Linked DNA regions of Hordeum vulgare: region 2 is linked to region 1. Evidence: chromatin contacts called from public Hi-C data. All regions are on one chromosome and are shown on one strand. Each heading gives the region's core, a stretch centred on a gene start, on an enhancer-like site or on the middle of the called end of the contact. The rest is flanking DNA. Distances are from core to core; before and after follow the strand shown. Region 1 holds the start of LOC123429772 (BTB/POZ domain-containing protein At3g49900). Region 2 has its middle 100 kb from the start of LOC123429772.

What was found. A called contact is a pair of places that touch in the nucleus more often than the background predicts.
Region 2: a Hi-C map of leaf shows a contact between it and region 1, with 4 times the contacts expected there. The contact joins the enhancer-like site here to the promoter of LOC123429772 in region 1. A contact is called at or near these places in 2 of 6 Hi-C or Micro-C datasets (leaf and seedling).

The regions. Positions count from the first base shown.
Region 1 is chr2H:126,228,850-126,232,970 of MorexV3_pseudomolecules_assembly, reverse strand. LOC123429772 (BTB/POZ domain-containing protein At3g49900) reads left to right here and starts at 1,665. Exons shown (of 4, transcript XM_045113770.1): 1 at 1,665-2,130; 2 at 2,264-2,336; 3 at 4,071-4,121. The coding sequence starts at 1,913.
Region 2 is chr2H:126,331,658-126,335,778 of MorexV3_pseudomolecules_assembly, reverse strand. No RefSeq gene overlaps it. Among protein-coding and RNA genes, the nearest start is that of LOC123429772, 100 kb to the right of the region's middle. Within about 2 kb of position 2,403, at least 3 of the 3 cell types and tissues checked have open chromatin away from gene starts, as enhancers often do. A contact at or near this core is called in leaf and seedling, where this site is marked.

The DNA of each region.
Region 1 (4,121 bases), core at 416-2,915:
ATAAACATAAGTGATATATACTTATAGCCCGTAACACTACAAAATAGCCATGGAGTGTTGACATCGTGCTTAGTACAAACTCAGTGCAAGTTATTGTTTGACACGCTAGCTTCACCAAAAGATAGGGGTTGTGTTCACACCATTGTTTGGCTTGAATGATAACCTTGACCTGCAATGAAAAAGTGTTTAAAATAAAAAGGCTTTATCTCATCGAGGTGAACAATTTTTTTTTAATCACTCAATCCTAAATCGTGTGCAAATGTTACATCCAAAACTGGGTTGTAGAAAAATTAGTTTGGATCCGGAGGGCTGGGCCGGACCCTCTGCACCCGAGAGCCTCCATGGAATCGTCGGACCTTAACAGAAGGTTGGCACATTTTCATGGGGAAAATTGACTTTTGAATATATTTTACAGATTTACGAGCACTAGTGCAATCTCAAGATGACCTCCGATGGAGAAGTGTTGAACATGAAAATTATTCACCTCTTGGAGAAGAACAAGTCTGCTTTTTGCACCATCGTGATCTGACAACATATGCGCCCTGCAAAATTGGAACAAGAGGGTTACTCTATCCATTTTGCATCCCTGAGCCTTCGGGTTTAGTCCGGAGCTCACGGAAAAGGGGTTTTCCCCACTTTATATTACAAAGCAACCAACCGAGACATTCATTGATAGGTGCTAGGGCGGAAGGAGCATAGTCACACCCAAAATAATTGAAAAAGGAAATACAAAATAAACAAATGCCGAAACTGACACTTCGACAAAAACGAAGAAGCCTCGCGACCGCTGCGCCCACCAAGGATCTTCCACCAAGCTCCACGACTCCGAAGCGCCGGTACCAATCAACACATCCAAAAAGGACTGCGACGATGACGACGTTGCTACCAAGGGTTTCCCCCAATACACGACGAGGCGCGAGGAAGGGTAGACCTGACGCCCTCCAGAAAGGTTCGGCGGCACCCAAAGACGCCACCGCGTCGGTATCGGTCGGCCGACAGGAGTTTTCTTTTACATTTTCTTCTTTACCTTGGTTTTTACCTTCCTCATTCTTGGTTGTTCTTCGGGGTTGACGACAGTGATGCGGGAGTCCCTAGAGTTTCTGGCCAGTTGATGTCTTCGTGCATTCAAAGTTAGATTCGTCTTGAGCCTCTGTTATGAAAAAACAAAAAAAAAAGAGGCCCAAGAGATGACCAGGTCAGCTTAGAGCATCCCATAACTGTCGTGCACCTTGACGGCGTCCTTTCCAGACATGTGGGTATTCGGATCTTCAAAAGACCTTGTTGGCGTGTCCTGTGTATTGTGCTCCCGACAAGACTCCTCCAACAACATATCGTGTATATCGTGATCGGTGTCAGGTGTACACGATGACGCGTTCGTGTGCGAACAGTAACACTCTTGATAAGGGTAACTTAATTTTTACACGAAAATTTTGAAGCTACCGGTCGGTCGAGCCATGGTTGGCCCCTTATTCGTTGGTGTCTTCGTGGCGGGCGACAAGTTGGGCCATCCATTGCACCATCGGACGGCCCGAGACCCGTGTCGGCAACCACTTCAGTTAATCTCAGGCTTCACACAAATGGACTGGGCTGCATCCACGACCACGATCGACCCCCTTACCCCCACGGAGGACGAAAACAAAACAAAACAAAACAAACACGAGCAGGAGCAGTGGTGCAGACCGAAGGACAGCGCTCGATCGGGGACGCGGGGGGTGCCACCGCATTTACCAGCCACATGCACGCATTCATTGCCATCCCGATTCAACACCCGGCTCCCTAATGGCATCGCCCGGTACTAGGACTACAAGAGCCGCAGCGGCAGCCGTCGCTCCTCCTCCACAGGGACAGGGGTCGTAGTAGCGGTAGATAGGACAAGAAGTCGGAGATCGAGAAGGAGTAGGATCCAACAGGCATGGAGATGGGCAGGAGTTGGCAAGAGCTCGGCGTCGTCGACACCATCTACGAGGACGACCAAGAGGAGGAAGACGAGGAGGAGGAGGAGGAGGAAACGGAGGACTGCTTCAACTCGCCCACCATGTCCTCCTCGGCGCCCACGTCGGCGTCGTGCTCGCCCGCGGCTCCGTCCGCCTCCTCCCTCCCGCCGGCGCTCAGGAACGCGGTGCAAGGATGGTATGTGTGTCAGTCAATGTCACAGTTCAGTTCGTTGTGATCTGTCCTTGAATCCTAGGACGTACGCGGTGTTTAGAATTCGGCATCATCTGACTGACTGGAGATCGGTTTCTTGCCTCCGTGTTTCAATTAGGTCGCGGGAGAATGGATTGCGCAAGCCGGACGTGATCGTGCGTGTCCAAGAACACTGCTTCCATCTGCACAGGGTAAGACATACCAACATTGGCCTGTCCATTTCCTTCTTTTCTTGAACGATCCAACACTTCAGAGAGAAATTCACCACCCCAGTTAAAAATCGACGGCAGTGATGATGAATTACTTCTTTCTTCTTCGAAACTGCCATATTAGTCGATTTTTACCACATGCCAAGCGTTTCCTTGGGATCTCCTATGGCATCTAGACCTGAGCAAAACGGAACCGACTTCTCCTAGTCTCCTGCACTAGTAACTCCTGCCAATTTTCTTTTAACCAATAGGGAAAAATAATGTATAGACCGTGCTGCAGCTGCATGTTTTCCGTTAGTAGGAATTTTTTTAATTTATGGCAAATCAATACGAACCCTGCTGGATACGTGCGCAGCGCAGAGATGATAGCGCAGTCCACGCCCACGTCGTCAGACGTTTCTTGTGACGGTCTAAGGAACGAGGAGTAACTGACAAAATAGTTACCGCGTACTCCTGGCAGTGCCCATAGCAGGTTCACCATGGGACTTTCAAAAAGATAACAATGCGGGATTGCGGGTAACTTGGCTCTTAGTTTCAACCTTGCACTGAGAATTCTTTGGGCGTACCCTTCTCCCTGTTAGGTGTCGGCCAATACTATCACTGTAGCACCACACTGAACAATGGGATCCACATAAGATGCTCATTTGGATTATGGGATTCTTCCCCGAATTCGCGTAAAATTCCTGCAGGAAACAGTTCAGTAACCTCTGGATTAGCTTAAATTTTCGTCATGGCAAAAAGTGCCCCAAGTAGACAAATGCCAGAGCCTCTGCCCCCACGATCAACAGCTACCAATGGCGTTCTAACAGGCAATAATTGATGGACGATTCTGTACCACATTTACTCCATTGCCTTGATTAGCGCACTGGCATGCGTGCAGCAGGAGCGATCGTAAACTTCCAGTAACCTCTGTCGCAGGAGTTACTGGCGCCTTCAGAAAAGTTTACTGCCTGCCATCCTGGCTTTACATGCACATTGACCGTAGCATATTTGTTCCTGCTCCTGCATCATCTCTTTCACCTGCTGTGCTCTGTGTTGGTTTTAACTGAACTTTGACATGGTAAGGAGTGTTGCAATAAGAGGTCGAGGAGATCTCACGTAAAAATGGTGAATACGTGTAGCGATTAGGCTTTTGGCCCCTCCAGTACACATGAATGTATGATCCAACACATGGGTTGGGGCAGCTCGCGTATTGAATTCGACGTAGATTTACAGGCGATATTGCCGGAAATTCAAGTGGTGTAGCATGAATCTCTTTCTCGATCGGGACCATGCAGTATCGACGTACTGCGACGAGAGGTATCGCCCATTTCATTCATGCTGGCCGACAGAAGGGAGATCTGAGTAAATGTGACGATCAGACGGACGGACCATTTCAAAATTTATTTATGGAGTCGTACTGAGTAGTAGTATTAAACTTGATCGTAGTAGCACTGCTTTGCTCGGATTTGGATTTCACAGTTGGGAACATTCTGCCATTTTGTTTTCAGCTTAGCCGCAGCTCGTTGCTTACAAGGTTTTTCGTACACTAATACTGCTATTTTTTAGCCAGCCAAGAGATTGATGTGACAAATGAAATGGTACTAGTAGTTTTTCTTTTAACTCAATTAAGCGACAGTTAAACTTAAACGATCCAAATGTTCTAGGAGTACTTTGTGTATCTTGATGTTCAAAATGTATTTACAGATTCCGCACTTTTACCACGTTTGTTCCCAGGACCCGATCACGTTGGACAGCAGCTACCTGAAGCGGCAGCTGTCGGAGAGC
Region 2 (4,121 bases), core at 1,154-3,653, 100 kb before region 1:
AGGCGCGAGTCAACCTTCAGTGAAGCAGGTTCAGTGAACCCATGGTTTGTCTATTTTCCATATGCCGGCTCCCGCAAGCACCCTTCATGTTTTAACCAAGGCGAGTTCAGGGTCCAAACTGGATTAACTCGCCAAGAGTACATGGGACCATAGGGCGAGTCGCCAAACACACAGTCCATTATAACCATTGTAATGCGTTAATTTTTCGCTAGCCAAGAGGTATTCAGGCTGAACTCAATGAGCAGAAGCCCCCAAGTGACCTATGGTTAGGGAAAAGCCAGCCATAGGATTACAGAAGCGTTTACGCTCTTACTGCAAAATGACTTGGGAGCTAGTAGCCCCCAAGTAAGACGGCTTGGTTCTCAAAACCATATAGGGCGCGTATGTTTGAATCGTGCAACATGGCAACTTTGGTCCTCTTTGACGTACCAGCATCCAGTTTTGAAATAAGCGCAGCATGGCGACTTATGCTCTTTGATACTTATAGCGTCCATGCTTGGACGGCTTATGAAACAATAAAGACTCATTCTTTCAAGAAGTTGGAACGGCAGATACCCCGAATTTCGTGGGCGCCGGCTTTATTGCTGTAACAACCCGGGGTTCTTGAATTATTCATCCCAGTTGAGTCTACCGAGCCATGTCCATGTCGTCCTCGAGTCTTAAGTCGACTCAAAGAGGCAGCTTGAGAATCTCCATACTTGATTGGGACATAAGCCGATATAGGGTCGATGGTGAATAATGGACTTTTGCCCGTGCCTAATTCTCAGGTAGTCCGGCTCTCGTAACTCTGTGAGGATCACTTTCCTTCTCCTTTGTAGTTGTTTTTGAATTGTCGGTTCGATAATGGCTGGCTCAAATTGTGGCTTCGTCAGGGATGTTTCCTTCATGAAAACCTCTCCTATTTCTTTTGATATGTTGAAGTAGATAGTATTGACCAATACATCATGGGGACGACAGCTTCCATGCGTCTGTTGGGCGGCTCGTATAAGCGAGCACTGCACCGATATGTTGATGTAGATTGGACCGTGGGGGCAGCAACTTGCGCGCTTCTGTTGGACGGCTCGTATAAGAGAGCACTGCACCGGTGGGTTGATGTCGTCCAGACCACGAGGGCGACATCTTGTATCCGTCTGTTGGGCGGCTCGTACAGGCAAGTACTGCACCAGCGGGTTGAGTTGAATGTGAGAGTCGTCTGGCAATTAGATACGAATGCAAGAATCGGTTGCGGCGTTGTAAGCCATCTTGACCGTGTGACGTGAAAGTTCGCCGCGTCATTATAAGTCGTCTTGGTCGCGCGGACGTGAGAGTTGACCGTGGAGTTTTAATTTGGTGTGGTCGCGCTAGACGGACGCGGCGTGGTAACATCTTTGGTTCAACTGAATTTGATTCTTGTGCTAGTCTCGATAATTTGTTTAGATGCAAGGTTGGTATAGTAATTTAGGTCACTCCTGTTGACGCAAGTTGCAATGGAGGCATCTGCTTAGATTTTCATGAGCGGTCGGACGAAGCGTATGACTCTGACCTTCATCGCGAAACTAGAGGCGAGGTAGACCAGAACTCCCCATCAGAATATATTATCCATGCTTTTTACGGCTCAACGAACGCCAGAAAATAACCCCTTGCCAGGATAGATCTGCAACGACAAAATAATATGAAATAGTAGAGAATTTCTTGATGGAATTAATTTGCAATGTAAGCATAAAATATTGAGTAAATAGCACCTGGTATCCTTGGTTGTAGATGTCGCAATTTAAATACCCAAGTGGCATGTTAGTTGTCTCCCTCTGGTTGAAGCGAAGCCACGGCGGCATAAGCGAGCAAGGCGGAGCGAGTCGGAAGTATGGATGAGGCCATCTGCAAGCATTCAGCATAGCCAAGCAGACGCGGAGCGAGGCGGCCCGAAATCGAAAGAGGAGTGCGTCAAGGCATGGGGCGGTATAGACAGCAGCACCAGGGGTGTCGCGGGTGCGCGGCCGTAGGCAGAGGCGCGTCTAGTGGACAGGCGACGAGGCACGACGAGGCGTGCGTGAAGAAAAGAGCAGCCGGAGCAGGGCGAGCCCTTGTGGTCACGGCAGGTGCGGCATCGCAGGGGGAGAGGTGGAGCACGACAGTGGCACAGGCGGGTCACGGTTGAGGTGAGGTGTGGCGAAGAGCTGGCGAGGTCACGGCGCGGCGGGCAAGGCGGGTCGAGGCAGCGGCCTCAGGTGTGGTGTGGCGGGGCACCCGACGCACCGGGGCGAGTCCGTGGTGGCGGTGAAGCTGGCTCGACGGAACCATGGCTGTGGAGATGGAACACAGCGGGGCAGGCCACCACAGCGGAGGCGCGTGCGGACGGCAGGGGCGAGGCGAAACAAATGGGTGAGTCCATGGACGACTCGGGTGGAGCCAGAGCAGCGCAGGTAGGGCGGCACAGCAACACGCGTAGGGCGCGTGACGGAGTCGTGCAGGCGCAGACACGCGAGGTGAGGCAAACAGCAGCGGAGTGGCGAGCCCGTGTCTAGGTCGCGGTCGGCTTGCGGCGAAGCCAGCTGTGGGCGCAACGGGACCGAGTCCGCCTCTGACTGTGGTCTTTCTTCCAATAGCTGCCAGTACACGATGTCGATACTGGATGTTGTTTTGCTTTCGATTTGATCTCAGGAAACAGTCGCCTAATCCTCTACGGATGCTATAGTGCTCTATAGCCATGGGTTTTGACGGTTCCACATCAAACTCAAACAGATACGCCTTGGGTGAAGTAGATAATTTCGCATGCCAGATGCACCATAGAATCGATCTTGGTCGATGGTGCAGTGGCGCTGCGTACGGCGGCTCAGCAAAAAATCCTAACCATCTTCGCGACGCGCGATATAAACAGTAAAAATAGATCCTCTATTCAGGCTTCAAAAGATCGTCGTCGCATCCGAGTGTACAGAACAGCAAACCCTAATTCATAATTGACAAGTCCCCGACTCTTCTTCATCTGAACAATCTCTAGCTCCTTGATCCCTAGAAATTTCCCTCCAAGAACACAATACCACCGTGCCATCGGCCCCATGGTGGACATCAAATGTCGTGGTTTTGTCACGGCATATGTCCTCGTGCATGGACTTAGGTTTGGAGCCATCGCTACCATGTGGCGGCTTGAGAGGGGTTGGTCGGAATCGAGAGACGCGAGTTTACCCAGATTCGGCCCCGTCAATGGAGGTAAAAGTGTGCATCCTGCTTGTGTTTCATTGATGAAGATGATGATCTTGATTAAAAGGGTGCAGACTCGCCACCTCTAATCTCGTGGGTGTCTAATCTGTCTATCTCATGATTTGTCTTGTCTAGACCTAAGTTGTCAATATGTCCCTCTTGGGGCACCTTACCCCTCCTTATATAAGTGGAAGGGGTGGGTTTACATTTAGAGTCCTACTAGGAGTAGGATTAGGACTAGTCTCTCTAGAATCCTAATCCGGGTCTTGTTTCCTTTTTGAGGGAGTCTCTCCTCTTCTTGGGCCTTCTCTTGTGAGTCGGCCCTTCTGGCCTCTCTATGAGCCGTCTTATGCCAGGGTGTACGCCGGGCCTCGGGCCTTCTTCATTTGTCTTAGCCGCCTGTGGGGTCAAGTATGAATCGCCGCCAGGTCACTGCTAAGTCGCCGGTGAGTCGCCAAGTCCTTGGCGGGTCATATTTCAATCCAGGTTACACAGTCGGGTATAGCCCCGACACCCTACACATGCACATCTAAGAGTATAGCAGCGGAAAGTAAAACATGCAAGTGTAAAGTAGAGGGTAAGGTAGGGAGATCAAACTCAAAAGGTTGACATGGCGATCTTCCACCAATGTTGTTTAAACCAAGGTTATGGAGACCTTGCTGTGATACAATTTGTGGGATCATTAGAAGAGGTGTCTAGAGGGGGTGAATAGACTACTTGCATTAATTAAAATCCTAGACTTTTCCCAATTTTAGTTGTTGGCAGATTTTAGCGATTCTAACAAGTCTATTTCACCCTACCACGCTAACAAATATGGTATTGGGAAGTACAGACTCTGCACGTGTAGTAAGGAGTAGAGTTTAGGAAGATCAAAAACAAAGAAGTTGACACGACAATTTTTGGCAAGGTTTCAATAGGTTCGCTATCGTACGTCCATGTTAGTGGAG